Linked DNA regions of Mus musculus: region 2 is linked to region 1. Evidence: chromatin contacts called from public promoter capture Hi-C data. All regions are on one chromosome and are shown on one strand. The core of a region is the stretch at or near the end of the contact, and the rest is flanking DNA. Distances in the headings are between cores, read along the strand shown.

The links. Promoter capture Hi-C pulls out the DNA fragments that hold promoters and counts their contacts.
Region 2: a contact with region 1 is called in a promoter capture Hi-C map of stem cell-derived epiblast-like cells, with 2.1 times the contacts expected there. The contact joins the promoter of Adra1d here to the promoter of F830045P16Rik in region 1. A contact is called at or near these places in 2 of 39 promoter capture datasets (pre-B cells and stem cell-derived epiblast-like cells).

The regions. Positions count from the first base shown.
Region 1 is chr2:129,533,858-129,539,016 of GRCm38.p6, reverse strand. It overlaps F830045P16Rik (RIKEN cDNA F830045P16 gene), which reads left to right and starts at 2,415. Exons shown (of 7, transcript NM_177653.3): 1 at 2,415-2,648. The coding sequence starts at 2,555.
Region 2 is chr2:131,559,554-131,564,712 of GRCm38.p6, reverse strand. It overlaps Adra1d (adrenergic receptor, alpha 1d), which reads left to right and starts at 2,216. Exons shown (of 2, transcript NM_013460.5): 1 at 2,216-3,637. The coding sequence starts at 2,545. Gm14285 (a long non-coding RNA gene) reads right to left here and starts at 2,937. Exons shown (of 3, transcript XR_374988.3): 1 at 2,853-2,937; 2 at 1,919-2,024; 3 at 260-1,766.

The DNA of each region.
Region 1 (5,159 bases), core at 1,166-3,665:
AGTGGCCAGCCCTCAGTGTTTGTGCCCTGGTCATTCTCATAGGAGGAATAGTGGGGACAACTATAGACCACACCTATATCCCTCGCATCAAGGGCTCACTCATCTGCTCAGTCCTTCCCTGCCTGGAAGCTTATTTTCCTCACTCTGTCCACTCTCCCTGGCCCACCCTGAACTACATGTCCCAGTTGATGACACTCTTACCTGATCATCCTCCATTCAGTCTACTTTCACACAAGGAGGAGAATTTCTCAAAAATGCAAATTAGATCAAGTCACCTCTTGAACAGTTTTACAGCTGCTGGGACATCCAGAATGAATGATCACATGACCAAGAGCCACCCAGGCCCACAGCCACCACATACACACACACACACACACACACACACACACGCACACGCACACACACACACACACACACACACAATCATGTGATCACATACATATAGAAATATGCATGGACAAGTGTCAATGCAAGATTATATGACCAAGGGCCACCCAGCTCTACAGCTACACACATAGCACACACAGCACACACACACTCATGTGATCACCACACACATGCAGGAACATGCACCGCCAAGTATGAAAGCATACACATGCACATTACTGTTGGCCTGAAGTGAAGAGCGCCAGCCATGGAACTTGATGTGCATGAGCCAAGGTGTGTGATCAGAACTGAGGCATGTGAATTTGTGGGCAACCCCCATCTCTCATCCCTGAGGGCAGGGCAGTGCATTCTTTGCAGGAGGCACTGTTCGCAGCAGCTCTGATAATGCAGCAAAGGTTCTGCCAGCTGGAGGCGGACAAGGACTATGAGCAGGAAACAAACGTTGCTTCTCTCGGTGACCTTTCCTAGCCAGAGAGTGAGGGTTTCAGATTTGCCAACACTATTAAGTTCTACTGTAAGAATCTAGAGTCTGGAAGGTGCCAGCTAGTCATATGGTTGGCTGTGTCCTGATGAAAGTTGACTTACCAAAACAAGAAGCCAGGCTGCAGGCCAAGTCTGCCAGCCCAGCAGAAGGCTGGAGGGTGGGAGCTGCATCACTATGGGCCCATTTCTATGACCTGCTTGGTCTTGAGTCTGGACCTCCCCTGGCCCAATAAGGTGCTTTTGATTCAGAAGCATCTTAATTTTGGCTAAAGACCACGTGGTTTTCTCCCTGGCCCTCTTTGTCCCCTTCTTTCTTCAGCATCTATCCCAGATGTCTACAGAAGTCACGGCAATGATCTGAGTTGTGGGGAGCCCTAGAAGGATATGGAAAGACAGAGGACTATGAACTCAGAGTCCATATTCCTAGCCTACTGATCCAGGGTCACCTCGCAATCACCATGCCCTGAGCTGAAACCCCTGTTGGGGGCCCTCATCTATCAGCTGCCGACTGACTTCTCTTTCCTCTTACTGTGAACGAGGGTCCTGACGAGTGCTTTGTGGTCTCCTGTAGCCCTGTCTTCCTTTGTGACTAATCCTTCTATTAAACCCTAATCAAATTGCCTGACGCAGGCCTGGCTGCTCCTGCAGGGCCGGCTGCTCCTGCTGCTTTGAACCATAAGGTCCAGGTTAGAATTCTGATCAGGTCTCCCCCCTGGTGAAATCACAGCACCTCACAAAGCCCCTGGGTTTCTCTTTGTGGAGACTAGAGCAGTAACGACATCCAGAAGAGGACATCTTTCAACTGCAGTGCAAACCAGTGGGTTCAGGAACTAAGTCATTTTCTGTTAATTATTACGGTTCCCTCCCTGGAGCCTCACACAGTCCCCAGCATGTATATGTCTGGAAAAAAAAATCTGTGGCAATTACAAAGGAATAAATAAGCAGCAAAAAGGCTGTAAACAATGACCAGGGGCTTATCCACCACCACCACCACCACCACCACACACACACACACACACACACACACACACATGCTTCACTTCAGCTGCACAAAGCAGCTTTTGTTTGAAAGTCCTCATCCCTGGCAAAGCAGGTGGGTGTGAATGTCTATATTTATTAAAACATATTTAGCTTCTATTTCTCTTTACCACCCTTCCACTGCATCCTTGAGAGGCAGCAAAGAATGATGGAAGTATTACTTAGCCATGTTCAACTCCTAGCTTTGCTGCCCATGACTTTTTTGGTCTTCATTTTTCTACTCAATAAACCAGAGCTAGTGATTTATACCTTGTCAAGAGCCCAGGGGAGAAGTCTGAATCAGCCCACTGAGGGTCATCCACTGAGGCTGGTCACAGCCCCCGAGTTGAACCTGGACCATTTGGAAAGACATTGTGACTGGGACATCAGTTCCCTGAAGGGCTCAGGAAGCCCCTGGCTGGTGGCCTGCACTTTTCCTCCAGTTGAAAGGTGCCATCAGACCAGCCGTTCCCAGCCTGTGGTGTGGGCAGACAAGTCTCATGTCCTCTGGTTGTCCCAGTTTCTGTAGACAACAGGCAACTGTCCCTGAGCTGCAGCATCGTCCCCAGGTTTCTGCAGCTGCCATGGGGCATTCAGGCCTGCTGGGATTAGTAACTGGATCATAGCTTGAGAGCCAAGGCCCTAAATATAGGGCTGCCTGTGCCTGATGCAGAAGACCTTGGCACCAGCTGCTCTGCCTTATGTCACAGACAGGGAAACTGAGGCCCAGAAAAGGAGATGGATTTTTCTACTCTTGTTTGGTAAGCGAATAATGACCAGACCTAAATTTCTCACATCAAAGGCTCACTCATCTGCTCAGTCCTTCCCTGACTTAAAGCTTATTTTCCTCACTCTGTCCACTCTCCCTGGCCCACCCTGAACTATATGTCCCAGTTGATGACACTCTTACCTGATCATCCTCCATCCAGTCTACTCTCATACAACAGGAGACTTTCTTGAAAATGCAAATTAAATCACGCCACCCCTGGAATACTCTTGCAGCTTCTGTGTCATCCAGAATGAATGTAAGATTATCTCGGGGGTAATCTTTTTGTACACTGTGTAAAGTTTGTCTTTGTGTTATGCAAATGTTGGTTTCTGTGCCGCCAGAGAGGAGAATACTGGCCAGACTTTGGTATTATTATTTTTATGGATCATCACTTGTGTTGGAAACATTTACCCTTCTCGCCTTCTAATTGGTTTACTAAAGATCTAATGGCCAGTAGCTGAGGCAGGAAAGAATAGATGGAACTTCTGGACAGAGAGAGGGTCTTTGGGAAAGAATCAAGAGGTGGGGGATTCACCAGTGTGACACGGAGGTGGAAGGAACAGGTGTGGAGGTTGAGTGAGAAGTAATGGGCCGTGTGGCAGGATGTGAGCTGGAATTAGTCGGGTTAGAGTTAGCTAGGAGATAACCTGCTACAGAGCCTAAGCTTTCTTAAATAATAAGTCTCTGTGTCATTATTCAGGAGCTGGCGGCTCCAAGAAAGTCTGGCAATAATTGGTGTCCAATGTGAGGGTATGTATATCCAAGCTTAGGGCCTCAGAAAAGTCTCCAGAGGAAAGCATGGAAGATGTTTCCCTAGCAACAGAGCCATGCGGGAGGCCATTGGAGAGGAGCCCCAGACACAGCTACCACAAGTTCTCCCAAGCATGGCACAGCAGGTAGGCACATTACTGACCTGCTGGGCTGAGCTCCTGTGGTGTAGAGGTGTCACCACCCCCTCCAGACTGCTGCTTAGGTGGGAGGTTGGGCTGCTGTGGGCCGGAATGGACAGAGGTCAGAGGTGCTGGCCCAGTTGGTGAACCTTGGGAATGCTCAACAGCCTAAGGACTGCTGCTGCTGCTGCTGCTTGGGCAGGCAGACAGTGGTTGCAGCCAGAGTTGGGTGGGAAACAAAGACGTGAACTGGCCGCTGAAAAGTGGGTGGGATAGGTCCCAGAGCACAGAAGCCTCAGTTTCTCTGGCTGTTGTGGGTGCAGAGTGGTGGAACTGCCCCTTCTCTATGAGCAGAGCAACTGGGGGCGGAGCCAGTGGTTATCATCCCATGCTAAGTGGAGCTGAAAAAGGAGTGACTGCAGGCAGCAGAAGCCAAGCCCAGGAGTGAATGAGAAACTGGAGTCCTGAGCACAGATGAGCCTCTGATGGGCCAATGTATGTTTTGAATTGTGCTTAGGTGCTGAAGAAAGAAAACAAACTGGCTATAGACAGTCATAGAAAGAAATAAGTAATTTAAAAATAACAAGTGAAATCTCCAAAGGAAAGAGAGAGTTAGATTTAAAAAAAATATTTTCTGTTTAAAAAAAATGAGGACTACAAAATGGCAGAGAGCACTTGGACCCCATATAATTTTGTTTCAGTTATCAGCATAAAATAATTATATTTTCCGTAATGCTTGCAATTTTATATATCCTCTTTAAGAAAAATAAAAATAAAACAAACTTAGATAAGAAGAGGAGAGGAGAGGACTGAGGAATTAAATGTTAGGTTACAAGCAATAGACAATCCTTTGAATCAAAATAAAGAAGTTTTAGAGGAATCAAATCTAAACCCTGCAGTGCCACTTTGTGATAAGATTGCAGAATGGCAACCCATAGAGATGCTGTATGCTGAGCAAATACAGATTCTGTTTGATGATGCCACCTCAGAGCAATTTCATACATAGCTTTTGTGTTTAATTTTGTAGAGTTTGGAAAATTAGAGTATATACATACGATGATAATCATACAATTGATATCTATTTAAAATCCCAATGGGCTTCTGCCCGAAGTTCTGAAAAGGCTGAATCTGAAATTGCACATTTATTAGAGGTGAGCAGAGGCTATCTTGGAGATGCCTTTGCAGATTGAAGCTAGTGGTGTTACAGCGTATTATCCAACAGAACACAACAACGTTTTAGACATTCAGACATAAAACATGCTACAGATATATTTCATAATCCTACGGGTCAAACAATCATAAAAAGATCTAACTACACTTTAAAGGAAATGCTCATAAAACAAGAGAATATGGGATCTCCCAGAGATAGGATAAATAAATGCTTTATTGACTATAAATCTTTAAATGACAACAAGACAGGTAGCACAGATGCTGAAAAACATTAGATTTTAGACAGGACTACTGAATTCAGCCTATATATATATAGAGGCTGATCTAATTCATATATATATATATATATATATATATATATATATATATATATATATATATGATAACTTTAGAATGAAGGTCAGGAAATGTGTTGAGTTGAGGAAGAGGATTTGTCTTTATTT
Region 2 (5,159 bases), core at 967-3,466, 2.0 Mb before region 1:
ACAACACACACACACACACACACACACACACATGAGAGAGACAGAGACAGAGAGAGAGAGAGGAGAGAGAGAGAGAGAGAGGAGAGAGAGAGAGAGAGAGAGAGAGAGGGAGAGAGGGAGGGAGAGGGAGAGAGAGAGAGAGAGAGAGAGAGAGAGAGAGAGAGAGAGAGAGAGAGAGAATAAGGAAAGAGAAAGAGAGAGAGAGAACCAGAGACTGGCAATGACCAGTTATCAAGCAAAATCAGCATTATTCAGCAAATTTCAGTCAAGTAAGCTAACATAGCTTGTGATTTTACTGATTATTCCACAAGCCCTGACATATAGAAAGACAAACATGTCTGTTTCTGACATAACATGAACTTCGTCTTCCATCTCAAAGGAAGTCCCTTCTGCTGAACCACAAAGCAGGTTCTCCAGGATCAGGGAGCCAGCGCTATGCCCATGAGCCTCCAGGAGCTCACAGTGCTTTGAGAACCAGTGGGGAGACTTGCAAGGAGGGCCCAGAGGGTCAGACTTAGATTGCCCCAATCCAGCCAACACTTCTCTAAGATGCTGGTTTGAAGTCTTGCTTTGAAGCCAGAATCCCACTGCTTTATTCTGTTCTATTCCAATTCCATTTGCCCTCAGCTGTAAAGAAGGCAATGGTCCCAGAGAGTTGCTGAAGACCCTACAGTAAGAATTGCTGAAGACCCTACAGTAAGACAATTCCAGTATTCACTCCCCAGGTACAAGCTCCTATCAGAATATCTGCCTTAGGAAGGCAGTGTGTGTATAAGTCATACTTTGCCTGCCAAGGGCTCAGCTCTTGTGGATCGAGTTCAGTGAATGGTCTGCAGGATGGGAGAAGAAGAAAGCTCATGTCACAACACAACTGAGGCTTTCATTGCTTCTACCATCCCACCATCTGCAACAAGGAATAAACCAGGCACCAAGGACATGCACATGACATTTTCAGAGCATCCTCCCGCATCTCTATGGCCTCGCTTCCATAAGCCAAGTCAAGGAAAGGAAGAAATGATGAAGAATGAAAGGTAGTGTTTTGAAGATGTATTTGTGCCTGCACTTGTGTGTGTGTGTGCTCGCGCACATCATGTGTGTGCCTACATGAGTTTATGTGCACCATGTAAGTACAGTTGCCTGAGGAGGCCAGTTTATGTGCACCATGTAAGTACAGTTGCCTGGGGTGGTCCAGTGGCATTGTGTCTCTCCCTATTGGTCCTCCTCCCTCCCTTCTCTTTCCCTTGCGTCCCTGCTTCCTAGCACAGCCCCGTCCCCTCTCCCCTCTGTTCTTCGTGTTCAGGCTTTACCCCACTATTCTCCACTCTTCTGAGAAGTATGGGCACTACTTTGGTGGCGCTGCTAACACAGTGAATCTTACTCTCGTTTTCACATGTGGGGAACCGAGGCACAAGACGCCGGAGCCTGAATGGTGGAGGCAAGCTACTCTGCTCCCTCCCTGTTAAGCACCCTGCAGTAACCTTTCCCACCCTCCAGAACGTGACCTTTTCTGCCCAGAGGGAGTCCCGAGTACTTCGAGTAGCAACAGGAAGATTTATTCTGACTTCTGATGCAGAGTAGAGTTGCAGGGCCAAAGTTGGTATTATTCAGAGTACGGGCAAAGTCCTAGGGCTGTGACCACACCATCTGGTCTCACGCCAGTCACGCCCATCTTCAACCCGCGCCCAAGCATCTTGACCCCTTCAGGGCTGTCTCAATGCCACCATCGCACCATAGTGGGTTTTGAGATCTTGGGCTGGCCAGTTGCCCTAGAAAAAAGAGGAGGGGCATCAAACCGCATCCAGACGTTCTCAAGTGGCAGCGTTTTTTTTAAATCATCCAGCCCTGAACCCACAGATCCTGGGCTCTTGCTGCTCTCTGGCGGCAGAAGCCGGGAGCCCGGAGTCCCGGGGAATCGCACCTTGTATGCTCCGCTAGGGCAAGGGCAAGCAGAGAGTGACCGCAAGTCCAGAGAGAGGAAGGGAGGCAGCGAGGAGCGCTGGGGCAAAAGCCGGGGTGCAGGAGAGCTGAGGAAAGGAGGATAAGGGGACAGCTAGGGCAGAGGACGGTCGTGAGCACCGGCGAGGACCCCCGCAGCCGCTGGACGCGCGGAGCCCCTTCGCTGGCTCGCGCCGGCCGCCCCCTCCTCCCTCCCCGCCGCCCCTCCTCCGTCCCGCCCCCGCGCAGAGTCCCCTGCGCTGCAGAGGCCGCCGCCTGCACTGACGCTCCCGGAGGAGCCACCGCTCGCCAGGACACGCTTGGAGAGGGGAGCAGGGAGCAGGGAGCCGGCCCCGGCCCTTGTTTTCTTGTGACTCTGCAGCCACCGCCAGAGCCCGTTCCCGTTGGGACCTTCACGGCCTGGTGACCTCCGCCCCGCTCTCCCTGCAGCACCGCTCCCCTGCGGCCCCTCTGCCGCGGGAACTTGGGCAGGACCGACGGGACCGGCGCGCGGGGCTGGCTCGGGCGCTGCGGCGATGCCCGCGGGCTCCCTCCCCGCCACTTGCTCGCCCTGTGCCTGGGCTCGGGCCCCGACGGCTGCGCCGTGAGATGACTTTCCGCGACATCCTGAGCGTCACTTTCGAAGGACCCCGGGCGAGCAGTAGCACTGGGGGCTCCGGCGCGGGCGGCGGAGCTGGCACGGTTGGCCCCGAGGGTCCGGCGGTGGGCGGCGTGCCGGGTGCCACAGGCGGTAGCGCTGTGGTGGGAACCGGCAGCGGCGAGGACAACCAGAGCTCCACGGCAGAAGCGGGGGCCGCGGCAAGCGGCGAGGTGAATGGCTCGGCGGCCGTCGGGGGGCTAGTGGTGAGTGCTCAGGGCGTGGGAGTGGGTGTCTTCCTAGCCGCCTTCATCCTCACCGCTGTGGCGGGCAACCTTCTCGTCATCCTCTCCGTGGCCTGCAACCGCCACTTGCAGACGGTCACCAACTATTTCATCGTGAACCTAGCAGTGGCTGACCTGCTACTGAGTGCAGCTGTGTTGCCCTTCTCAGCCACTATGGAGGTTCTAGGCTTCTGGGCCTTCGGCCGGACCTTCTGCGACGTATGGGCCGCGGTGGACGTGCTATGCTGCACTGCCTCCATCCTTAGCCTCTGCACCATCTCTGTGGACCGGTACGTGGGTGTGCGCCACTCGCTCAAGTATCCAGCCATTATGACAGAACGCAAGGCCGCTGCCATTCTGGCTCTGCTCTGGGCGGTGGCCTTGGTGGTATCTGTGGGACCGCTACTAGGTTGGAAGGAACCAGTGCCCCCGGATGAGCGTTTCTGCGGCATCACCGAGGAGGTGGGCTATGCGATCTTCTCTTCCGTATGCTCCTTCTACCTCCCCATGGCAGTGATCGTGGTCATGTACTGCCGCGTGTATGTGGTCGCGCGCAGCACCACGCGCAGCCTCGAGGCGGGCATCAAGAGGGAGCCGGGCAAGGCCTCTGAGGTGGTTCTGAGGATCCACTGTCGCGGCGCAGCCACTAGCGCCAAAGGAAATCCAGGGACACAGAGTAGCAAGGGGCACACCTTGCGCAGCTCGCTCTCCGTAAGGCTGCTCAAGTTTTCCCGCGAGAAAAAGGCTGCCAAGACCCTAGCCATCGTCGTGGGTGTCTTCGTCCTGTGCTGGTTCCCCTTTTTCTTCGTCCTGCCTCTGGGTGAGTGATTCCCTCACTTTAGACCCTTCCCCTCTGGGCGGTCCTTACCTGGAAAGCTTAGATGACCCACAACCTAACTGTGGAAGTTTATCAACTTCCTGTTCTCTTACTAGAGAGAGAGAGAGCGCGCCCGAGGGGTTCTTGATACTAATGTGTTTTCCCTTAAACAGGCTTCTCACTCTTTCTTACCCTTTGTAGATGTTACAAACCTCGGTCTTGCTTTAGTTCCTTGGAAATCTGAGCAAACATCAATCTGTATGATGTGATCAGTGTGTGTGATCCCCATAGATACCCATCTCTGGAAATAGATTGTGGGTGAGCCCACATGCATTCACTGGCAGCAGACCCAAGCCAGCCAGCCACCTTGTAGCTCAGCAGATGCCAGAAGTGCTGTGTTCTCCATAGACATCCATTTCAGTTGGCCCCACTGGTATCTGGGAGAACCCTGTGGGCTTTCCCTTCTGAAATCTTCTCTGGAAGAGGTTAGAGGAGGGGACTTGTGGGGGTGGGAAGGACAGGATAGGAAGTCTGTCAGGTGGACAATTACTATTGTTTATAGTCATTTACAGAGTGAACTAGTTCCCTTACAAGGGCCCTGCAGTCCTGGGGCAGGTACAACTGCTCTCAAGGGATTCTTCGCACCCCCTGAGCCTCTCTGAAGGTCCTGGAGCAGGGCCCAAGGGCCAGAACCAGCTCAGAGAGGAGAAAGGGGCAGCCTGTCTCAGGCTTATGACTGCAACCTCTCCTGGTGCAACCAGGGCCTCTCCTCCCTTTCCCCCATCTGACTGCTTGAACCTGTGAGACAAAGTCAGGGGAAGAAACAATGACCTGCCTCCTGATCCACTGCAAGTCTCTCACCTACACACACACACACACACACACCAGCAGGAGCAGCAGCAGCAGCCACAGTGACTTTTGTATATCGTAACTCGGTTGTGTGACCCTTCTACAAGTCCCTGAATGTTCTCATACTACTTGGGAACAAAATCCAAAAACTGCCTTCCATAGTCTACAGAAGGTAGCCTTCAAGGTTATTATTGTCCATACCGAAATAGGTCACTATTTAGTATTTACAGTAGGACCATGGGCATGAACTGAAGGAATCCCCAACAGATGTCCTCCCCATCTGAAAGGGGCTATTCCAGGAAGGGCTGCCTCTCTCTGTCCTGCCCTGACCCTCAGTGGGTTAGTTCCAGGCCAAGCCTGTCACCAACCTCTGTTCTTCCCTTTGATTATTTCAGTCTGGACTGGCCCCAAACCTCTTACCTAATTCCAAACCTGGGGGTCTCTACTTATATGCCCCTTTGGCTTGTGTTTCACACCTTCACTGGCTTTCCAGCTTTTCCTTTCAACTGTATGGTCACTGAACCCAGAACAGCACCCAGGACGGTGCCTGGCATATGAGGACATTGTTCCTCACTGGGGCACGGGCCCTGGTGTCAGGCAGCTTGAGTTCAAATCCCCACTCTGTCTCTCACCAGCTATGTAGCCTCGGGCCTCCGTGTCTTCATCTTTAAGTGAG